Regions from separate parts of the Sus scrofa genome. Here region 1 is linked to region 2. A link is a contact called in public HiChIP or PLAC-seq data. All regions are on one chromosome and are shown on one strand. Each heading gives the region's core, a stretch centred on a gene start, on an enhancer-like site or on the middle of the called end of the contact. The rest is flanking DNA. Distances are from core to core; before and after follow the strand shown. Region 1 holds the start of FBXO4 (F-box only protein 4). Region 2 holds the start of OXCT1 (3-oxoacid CoA-transferase 1).

The links. HiChIP or PLAC-seq counts read pairs in DNA pulled down with a chosen protein or histone mark.
Region 1: a contact with region 2 is called in an H3K27ac HiChIP or PLAC-seq map of alveolar macrophages. The contact joins the promoter of FBXO4 here to the promoter of OXCT1 in region 2. A contact is called at or near these places in 2 of 47 Hi-C or Micro-C datasets (epiblast stem cells and psoas muscle) and 1 of 2 datasets of contacts at active chromatin or transcription factors (alveolar macrophages).

Annotation. Positions count from the first base shown.
Region 1 is chr16:26,704,834-26,709,986 of Sscrofa11.1, forward strand. FBXO4 (F-box only protein 4) reads left to right here and starts at 2,644. Exons shown (of 8, transcript XR_002339734.1): 1 at 2,644-2,859; 2 at 4,691-4,926.
Region 2 is chr16:26,658,318-26,663,229 of Sscrofa11.1, forward strand. It overlaps OXCT1 (3-oxoacid CoA-transferase 1), which reads right to left and starts at 1,422. Exons shown (of 17, transcript NM_213938.1): 1 at 1,269-1,422. The coding sequence starts at 1,346. LOC106505880 (a long non-coding RNA gene) reads left to right here and starts at 478. Exons shown (of 3, transcript XR_001300716.2): 1 at 478-999.

The DNA of each region.
Region 1 (5,153 bases), core at 1,394-3,893, 48 kb after region 2:
AGACCATGTGGAACCAGAAGTTTGACGGTGACTCCATATAACTCACCACCAACCAATCAGAAGAATGTCTGCAAACTGATCATGTATACCTCTCCCTCACTCTGTCTTTAAAAACCTTTCTCTCAATTCAGGTCTTTTTGAGCATTAATTAGCTGCCCATGCTCCTTGTTTGGCGTCTGCAGTAAACACTGCACATTCCTTCACCACAACCTGGTGTCAATAGATTGGCTTTATCGCACATTGGTGAATGGACACAAGCTTTCGAATAGGGTTGTTTAGCAGTAAGGAATATGGGTTCTGGAGCCAGAGGCCTGAGATAAAATCCCAATTTCTAACTGTGACTTCACATAAACTATTTAACCAATCTGTGCTTTGCTATTGTTTACCACAGGGATAATAATAGTACCTGCCTCACAGGTTATTGAAGAGTTAATATTCAAAGTGCTTTCTTCAGGGCCTAGCACATGGTAAGAGTTCAAAAGAGTTAGCTACTACTATTATTTTACTTAATGGCCAGTTCTGTATATTGGCATGCCTCATCATGCTGAAAAATAAAATACTCATCAACCAGAATAACTGACAAACTTGTTCTGGCCAGTGAGCAAGCACTCAATGCCCTTTTCTAAGTTCAAGTGGTCCTGGCCATTCTAATGGGAAGCAGTTTTCAGAGAAGAAATCGTTGGCTGGATAGGCATTGCAAGTGTTTGTTATAAGTATGTTCAGAAGAAAACCTACCATTGATTTTCATAAATTTTTCAGTCCCAGCCCAGCCTCCTCCAAATGTATATATACCTGCTGTGTACCCAACTTCTACATTCACCAATCAGTTTGATTGACTTGGCTTCTGGTCTCTTGCCTTTCTGGTCTCACTCAACTCACAAGTCAGATGCATTTAACAAATATTAGTCATCTAAATATTACACATACCCTATTTAAAAATAGATTACGTTGGGAGTTCCTGTGGTGGCTCAATGTTAATGAACCCAACTAGTATCCATGAGGATGTGGGTTTGATCCCTGGCCTTGTGTTCTTTCCTGGTCCTAGAGAAAGGAGAAATGCCAATAAATTCATGGTTCTTTTTCTTGTCAGTACAGCCTTGAAGAAAACCTGAAATTGGATTGGTTGTTGGCGCCTTGCAATGGCATGTAAATAAGCAATGAAACTTTAAAATTCACATGTCACAACCTCAGTTATCAGGCTTTATTGGATTTCTGTTATTTGACATTTATTTATTTAGTCTTTTTAAGGCTTCACCTGTGGCAAATGGAAGTTCCCAGGCTAGGGGTCGAATCGGAGCTGTAACAGCCATAGCAACTGCCAGATCTGCGTGATGTCGGCAACCTACACCACAGCTCATGGCAAGACAGATCCTTAACCCGCTCTAGCAAGGCCAGGGATTGAATCCATGTCCTCATGGTTACCGGTCAGGTTTGTCACTGCTGAGCCAAAAAAGGGAATGCGGTGTTATTTGACATTTACATCCCCATTTATTTACTTTTGAAGTGTAAATACAAGCTCATAACAAGCTTATAAACGTTGTGTCCATTGTTAAGCATTAAGCACTCCTTAGGTGGAATACATATATGGATATAGCAATAGATAGGGAGAGAGAGATTCAGAGAGAGATTGATACATATTATTACTACTATTATTATTATTAGGGCCACACCCACAGCATATGGAAGTTCCCAGGCTAGGTGTCAAATCAGAGCTGCAGCTGCTGGCCAACACCACAGCCACAGCAATGTCAGATCAAAGCCATGTCTTCCACTTACACCTCAGAGCAACATGGGATCTTTACCCCACCCCACTGAGGGAGGCCAGGGATTGAACTCACATCCTCATGGATACTAGTTGGGGTGGTTACCGCTAAGCCACAAAGAGAACTATATTATGTTAAATATATGTATTTAAATATTTGTATACTTACAACTTATGTTTCCTGTAGCCTATCACTATCCTTAAAGGCTTCAATGGTTTTATGAAGTTACTGATCCTATCTTCTCTTTTGAAGACTTTAAAAAAATGGGATTAAATTTTAATGGATGACTTTTGGTTATATGTCAGAATATTTTGACAATTGAGACAATAAGACAACGGTGGGCAGAGGTTGATTGCAAAATATAGAAATTTCCGTATTTGAGTATTTTCACGAAGAGAATGAATGGTTGCATGCCCTGGATATTGTAAGCAATTGCTGGTTGACAGTGAGTTTAAACCAGGTTATGTACAGCTACTAAGCACCAAACAGTGGAAGAAGGCCATCTACTGAGTAAGTAGGAGTCATCCAGGCCTCAGGCAAAGTGGAAATGGGTCCCAAACAGAGGGAACACCTGGGATAAAATAACGAAGTAAAATAAAGGGGCAGAGGGCGAGAGATTTTATAGCAACGGGAGAGGTCAGCGCACCCAAAGCGAAGGGGGCAATGACTGTTGGTGGGAGCCTCAGGCTCAGACGGGAAAGACCCCGAATTGGGCCATTTCTCCGTTACCTTCCATGCTGTGGAGGTTTCTCCACCAGAGTGGGATTGGTGATGGACCGGCCGGGGGGGCGGAGCTTGGGAGGGACTAGAGGGAGGGAGGCGGGGAAGGCGGGGGAGGTGGAGGGGAGAAGGGGGCGGGGCGAGGGAGCCGGAAGGCTGACGTGCGTTGCTTACCGCGCCGACGGCAATGGCGGGAAGCGAGGCTGGCAGCCGAGGCAGTTCTCCTCAGCCGCATCACAGCGACTGGGGTCGCCTGGAGGCTGCCATCCTCAGCGGCTGGAGGAGCTTCTGGCAGTCGGTGGGGAAGGAGAGGGCGGCTCCAAGGGCCTCTCCGGAGGAGGCGGACGAGGAGGGCAATCCGTTGTCGCGGCTGCCGGTGAGCGTCGGTCGCCGGCCGCGGAGGACCCAGGGCCGGGCCGGGAGGGGCGCTCGCTTGGGCGGCTTCGGGGGTCCTCTGTGGGCCTGGTCTGTGTCTCCTCTGTGGGCCTGGCCTGTGTCTCGCCACCTCCCTACAACCATTCCGGGCAGTCTCATCAAGGGAGCAGCAGATGAGCAAGAAAGGCCGTGGTGTTGACCGCTGGTGCCAAGCACCTGGCCTAAGGTCGCCGCGAAACTCACCTTCAGGGGCGCCCTGGTAACCAGCCACGTCACCCTCAGGGTTTCTACCCCCGGCACAGGTCCAGGGACAGGGACACCCCAAACTTCATCAGGTTAGGGAAATGTGGAATCCGTTCCAGACGTTCCGGTTAGCGTGGGAAAGCATCCAGCATCTGTATTCTTAGCATCTTCCCAGGCTCCTTGTACAAAAACACCTGGGGGTCCCGCAAAGCACTCTCCGAGGGTTTTGCAGCTTTTATCTTACAGTATATTTCAAGTAACAAACCTGCCGGTCAGCTGAAAACAAATGACTAATAAGTTACAAGCGCCTCAAGTTACAGCAGGCCAAAAGAATAACACGCATCGTTTATTGTCAAACTTTTCAGGTAGATGGGAAAACTGAGAGGAGGAATTCTTAGAAATTATTAAAATTCTGTATCTCAGCTAGGCTATTGACACCACCCCGTCTAATGTGCATCAGGAATTGAAAACTGCAGGCTTAAATTGCCTCCAGATTCTCTTCCTTGCCAAAGTTCTTTGAAATAAGGGAATTTTATGGAAGAACTCTGCTGACATATTTACTCTTTGATCAATGGTAAAATGGGAAGTTTATCCACTTGATAAAGATTTTGTTTTGAAGAATAAATTATTTCATTAATTTATTCAGGTAAATGATGTGGCAAAAAATATCCATGGGGAGAAATTAAATGAATTGGTTATTTTCCTTGAAAAATACCAGAACGTCAGATGTTTTTTAGGAATGTTTCAGTGTCTCAAAAATTAAGTGTTCATTTATGATTCTGTCTGGGTGGCAGGAAATTAACTTAAGGATGATAGATTTAACCTTTTTGGGGGGGAGGGTTTAGGCCACACCCTTGGCATATGGAGATTCCCAGGCTAAGGGTCTAAGTAGCTGCTGGCCTACACCACAGCAATGCCAGATCTGAGCCGTGTCTGCGACCTACACTACAGCTCACAGCAACAAGTGATCCTTAACCCACTGAGTGAGGTCAGGGATGGAACCTGGGTCCTCCTGGATAATAGGTTCATTTCCGCTGAGCCACGATGGGAACTCCAGATTTAACTTTTTTTTTTTTGTCTTTTGTCTTTTTGTCTGTTGTTGTTGCTATTTCTTGGGCCGCTCCCGCGGCATATGGAGGTTCCCAGGCTAGGGGTCGAATCGGAGCTGTAGCCACCAGCCTACGCCACAGCCACAGCAATGCGGGATCCGAGCCGCGTCTGCAACCTACACCACAGCTCACAGCAACGCCGGATCGTTAACCCGCTGAGCAAGGGCAGGGACCGAACCCGCAACCTCATGGTTCCTAGTCGGATTCGTTAACCACTGCGCCACGACGGGAACTCCCAGATTTAACTTTTAAAAACATGGACTATTAAGTCGATCTTTGGTTATCTAGTATAAAATAGTCTTTGTTAATTTTGTAGCTTATTATGATGGATTTAATTATTAAAATGAAACACTGTTCAGTTCACCTTTGGTCTCCTAGTATAATGTAATTATTTGTTATTTTATAATTTATTATCAAAAAGCTGTTTGCTAAGATAAATTATTCATCCCTTTTACCTACTTGTTCTTACCTCTATTACAGATTGATGTACAGCTATATATTTTGTCATTTCTTTCACCTCATGATTTATGTCAGCTGGGAAGTACAAGTCACTATTGGAATGAAACTGTACGAGATCCAATTCTGTGGAGATATTTTCTGTTGAGGGATCTTCCTTCTTGGTCTTCTGTTGACTGGAAGTCTCTTCCAGATCTAGAAATCTTAAAAAAGCCTATATTTGAGGTCACTGCTGGTTCATTTTTTGACTACATGGCAGTGTAAGTATCTAATTTTATGAATTAAAAAGAAGATATTAAATTTGACTATATTAAAGTCAATAGTCTAAGTTAATTTCTTTCATGAATTTTGAGTCTAAGTGTCCTTTTGTAAAAATTGGGGTTAAGTAACTTCCTTCATAGAAACCTTCATAGCTTTCACATTTTGTTGTTTTTCCTCTAGTACCTGACTAGAGTATTTGAATAATTATAGATAGTTCATATGGCAA
Region 2 (4,912 bases), core at 172-2,671:
ATGTGGGGAAATCAGAAGAGCAGTGGAGCAAGGCAGAAGTTCCCCTGAGTAGGCAAGTGTGGGCAAGTCACGCTTTCAAGCTCAGAACTATCATACAAAACTCATCCAAATAGAGGGTCCCCGTCTGGAGCAGTGGTTAACGAATCCGACTAGGAACCATGAGGTTGCAGGTTCGATCCCTGGCCTTGCTCAGTGGGTTAAGGATCTGGCGTTGCCGTGAGAGCTGTGGTGTAGGTCGCAGGCGCGGCTCGGATCGTAGCAGATTAAACCCCTAGCCTGGGAACCTCCCAAATGCCACGGCAGCGGCCCCAACAACAACAACAAAAAACACCTCATCCAAATAAAAACATTTCCCTTTCAAAAGAAGAGGCTCGCAAGGTGACAGCTGTAGCCAGAGCTCTAATCCAGTTCTCGCCTCCAAGGGCTCCGGTCAGGAACCGCACCCGGACTTGGGCTTAAAGCAGGAACAGACTATGAGCCAAAGAAGAAACAAAAACACGTCAGGCAACCACCTCCGCCTCGGAATACCACTTGTGAAGACTTTGCAATGAAGACGGGGGGGAAAAAAAGGGGTTTCATAAAGGCTTTGAAAACATAAATCCTATAACGCGGATCCCACGTAAGGGCCTTGGGAGAAGGGGTGCCCGCGCCCGAAGCCCGAGCTCAAGCCACCGCCAGACTCGTGGGCGCGGCGGGGTAGAACTCGCGGCGAGTCCGGGTTCCCCTTACAACCTCCGAGGAGCGGCGCTGCCATGCAGGGGAGATGGTGGGCGCGGCGTTCCACCCACTTGGCGGTGTACTCGGGTAGACTGCTGGTTAACCTGACCCTGGGTTCCGGGCCTCTAGAGGCGCCCTTGGACGGAGATCCCCCATTCCCTGCGGCCTCACCCCTCCCCCTCCCTAACCCGGGAGCCCTCCTAGCCGGTACAGGCTTCCCAAGCCCCTTCCCAAGCCCCTTCCCAAGCGCGTGCCCGGGAGGAGGCCAGCAAACCCTGAAAGGTACTGCGGCGCTGCCAGGCGTCCCCCTGTCCCTGCACAGCCTTTTCCGCGCGCTTCTTTGCCTCTTCTCGTTCCTTCGAGGAAGCTGGTGCAGAACCAAGCTGACAAGGCAGGCGGAGGAGCAGCGAGGCAAGGAAGGCGTAGGGCGCTGGGGATACAAGCTCCTAGGCTGGAGAAGGTGGGTGCCGGCAGAGGAGAAAACGCCGGCACCCCTCGGGTTTCGTCCGCGTTCTTCCGGCGCGTGGCCTTGCTCTGCACCCGCACTTTACCTGGGACCAGGCGCCCCCGGAGCGGTAGGCGGAGGCGCAGAGGCGCAGGCGGGAGGAGAGGAGTGTGAGAGCCGCCATGGTCGGGAGGGCGGCGGGCGCAGGCCGGGGTGGGAGCGCCTCTCAGTGTGTCAACTGCTCCGCCGGGGCCGCGTCGCGGGACGGGAGGAGAGAGGAAGGCACGCGAGGGGCGGGCTGGAGGCTCGACTGCGCTCTGATGACGTCCCCAGCAACCGCTCCCAGGCTTATCTAGAAGCGAGGCTGGGAGGCGCCCGCGGCCGGAGCGGGTAGTAGCGAAGGCCCCCAGCACTGCGCTGGCCTATCCTTCACGGGGTCGGGGGTGTTCCAGGCAGCCGCGCTGCGCGCATTTGCTGCTGCAGCCCCTCGGCTTTAAGTAGGTGTGTGTCTTTGCCAAGGTCAAGGATAGGTCCTGGCCTAGCAGTCCAACAGCACAGCGGGGTCTCTCACCAGCTTGTTGCTTTTTTTACGTCAGAGACTGGAACCTGCGTGCAGTACAAAAGTGAACCCTCCCGGGAGGCACACCGCCCCTCACTCCCCCGCCTCGTCAGCGTTGCCGTGTCTTCCATTTCTCAGCCCCCTTTCTCCGAAACTGTCCCTGGCTTGTGTAAAGTAAGTTTGCTCTGCGCACTTGCCGCGAGCTATCCGCCATGAAGTGTGACCAGATAGACCTGGTCAAGATTGTCCCTGGGCAAGAAGGTAAAATTAGGACTGGGCCTCTGAGACCCGATCTTAGCACACCTTCTCCAACCCCTTCAGCCAAGGCTGCATTTTTTAGAATCTTTCTGGCACTGGAGTCCCCCAAACCGAGATTACTCAGCAGGGGCAAATATACAGCTATGTATCCCTTTGACTCCTTAGGCAAGTTTCATAACTTTTCTAAGCCTAAGTGTCCTTATCTGCAAATTAAAATTGCTTATAATACTCAATACTGTCTTAAAGATTACACGAGGTAATTCATGCAAAGTTTCTGGCCCCATTATAAACAAGCAATAAATCTTGGGCATTACAAAAATTTATTCAAGCTGCAGTAGTGCATGACATGGCATATAGTCTCTAAAAGCCATACCTTTAACCAGCTCCTTGATGTGAGTCAAGTCTGATTTCTTGTGAACCATCTATGCACTTAGCAGCTGAGAGGAAGGACCAAGTGGAAAGTCAGCAAATGTTTGATTAAGGGCAGACCATGGCCTGGGAATGTGGCTGTGTTGAACCAAAGCAAAGCAAACAAGAAAATTAAATGAGCTCTTAGCTTTCTTAGTACACTGAAGCAAGGGACAATCACAGTACAGTTAAAAGTCTATCGGTAAAAACACTTGCCCTTCCATGGTATTCTTTTAACTCCAAATTCTTTTTTCCTATGAATACTATAATTTTTTTTTTTTTTTTTTTTTTTGTCCTTTTAGGGCCTGCACCCTCGGCATGTGGAGCTTCCCAGGCTAGGGGTCTAATCGGAGCTGTAGCTGCCCAACTACACCACAGCTCACAGCAACACCAGATCCTTAACTCACTGAGCGAGGCCAGGGATCAAACCCACAACCTCATGGTACTTAGCCAGTTCGTTTCTGCTGTGCCACAACGAGAACTCCTGAATACTATAATTTTAATTAAAGTCATTGAGGGAATAAAATACCAGGTTAGCCTGTCAAATTACTCAGGGAGAAATTCACTTCTTGATGCTCTATAATTTCAACACATTTTGAGATGTTGGCTAGAGGGGAATTTCAGGTATTAGAACTAAAGTCCCATTGCTAGTCCTAAAATAGCATTTAACAGCCACTGTATGGGTCTGACTGTGAAAAAGCTAACTTTCACAATTGGCTCTGCTTTTCCACTTTTGCCCTTCTAGAGGACACATGAAATGAAAAACAGCATTGGCAACTTGGTCCAAGAGTGGTCATATGACTCACTCTTGACTGGTCTCACTCTGTTCCTCCTGGCTGAGGAAAAAACACATTTTAAGTCTTATGCTAAATTCTAAATCTTATGAAAAAAATCAGCCTCATTACTCCATGATTGAAACACACTGTTCTAATTTTTGGTGACTTTACGACTCCATTTTGTACTTTTAAAATAATATATGAATATCTTCAAGAAAGTTCCTGGGTCTGATGATCGTTGTACAACTATAAATGTAATAAAATTCATTGAGTAATTTAAAAAAAGTAAGTTCCTGGGCCAGGGATTGAGCTCATGCCACATCAGCGACCCATGCTGCTGCAGTGCCATACTCTTTTTTTTTTTTTTTTTTTTTTTTTTATCTTTCTCTCATTTTTAGGGCTGTATCTGTGGCATATGTAGGTTCCCAGGCTAGGGGTCCAATCGGAGTTGTAGCCACCAGCCTACACCACAGCCACAGCAACTCGGGATCTGAGCCGAGTCTCTGATCTACACCACAGCTCACGGCAACACCAGGTCCTTACTTAACCCACTGAGCAAGGCCAGGGATTGAACTGCGTCCTCATGGATGCCAGCCAGGTTCATTAACTGCTGAGCCACGACGGGAACTCCCAATGCCATACTCTTAACCCACTGCACCACAAGGGAACTCTGGAGGGATTTTTATTTAAATTCCCCCCAAATATGATGTATTAGCATCATCTCTCATTACTGAAAGGATATTCTGCCATCACAGTTGGAAGATTTCTCCAGGTTGATAATCAGGGGCATTTGAAGACTTGTTTTCAAATGTTTTTTGATTGGTTTAACTAGTTATAAGGGTTCTTAACTAGGTCATTTTAGTCTTAAAAAAAGTCATTGTGGCTCAGTGGGTTAAAAACCAAACTAGTATCCGTGAGGATGTGGGTTCGATCCCTGGCCTGGCTTAGTGGATTAGAGGATCCAGCATTGCCATGAGCTGTGGTGTAAGTTATAAACATGTCTGGAATCTGGCATTTGCTATGGCTGTGGCATAGGCCGGCAGCTTCAACTCCCATTCAACCCCTAGCCCAGGAACTTCCCTGTGCCAAAGGCGTGGCCCTAAAATAAATAAATAAATAAATAAAAATACATGCTTCATTTTATATAGTGATCCTCTAATATGTGAAAAACAATTCCCTTCATACAAGTATTTTTCCTCTAGTAAATTTGAAACACATAAATTTGAAATTTTACATTACTTTATAAATTTAAGTAGTTTTACAATACAAATCATCATTCCCTAATTTGCCTTTTTTGTAAGCTTGTTACTTTCATAAATTCTTTGAAATAGTGCTTTTTAAATGTGTACCAATATTTTTTCAATGGATTAAAAAAATGAATTAAGTTTTACTTAAAAATGTAGTTTTTTCCTCAGGAAAAAATGGTAAAATAAGCACATGAGTTGGTTGGAGAAAGCACAATTCCTGGAATGACAAATGAAAATTATGTTAAATTGCTAAGGAAACTTAAAAAAGCAAAACACACCAGTTACCATGTACACATGTAATTCTGATCATGTTACTTCTGCTTAAAACCTCTCAGTGGTTTTTCCTGTTGCCTCTAAGATCCAAAGTCCGTGCTTCTTAACTTGACATAGAAGGGGATCATCTCTTTTGGTTTTTCTCTCCCCTTTACATCATCTTTATATTCTAAGCCATATTTGCCTCTTGATTTTCTCAGGATGAATCCACACAACCTCAAAATCAAAT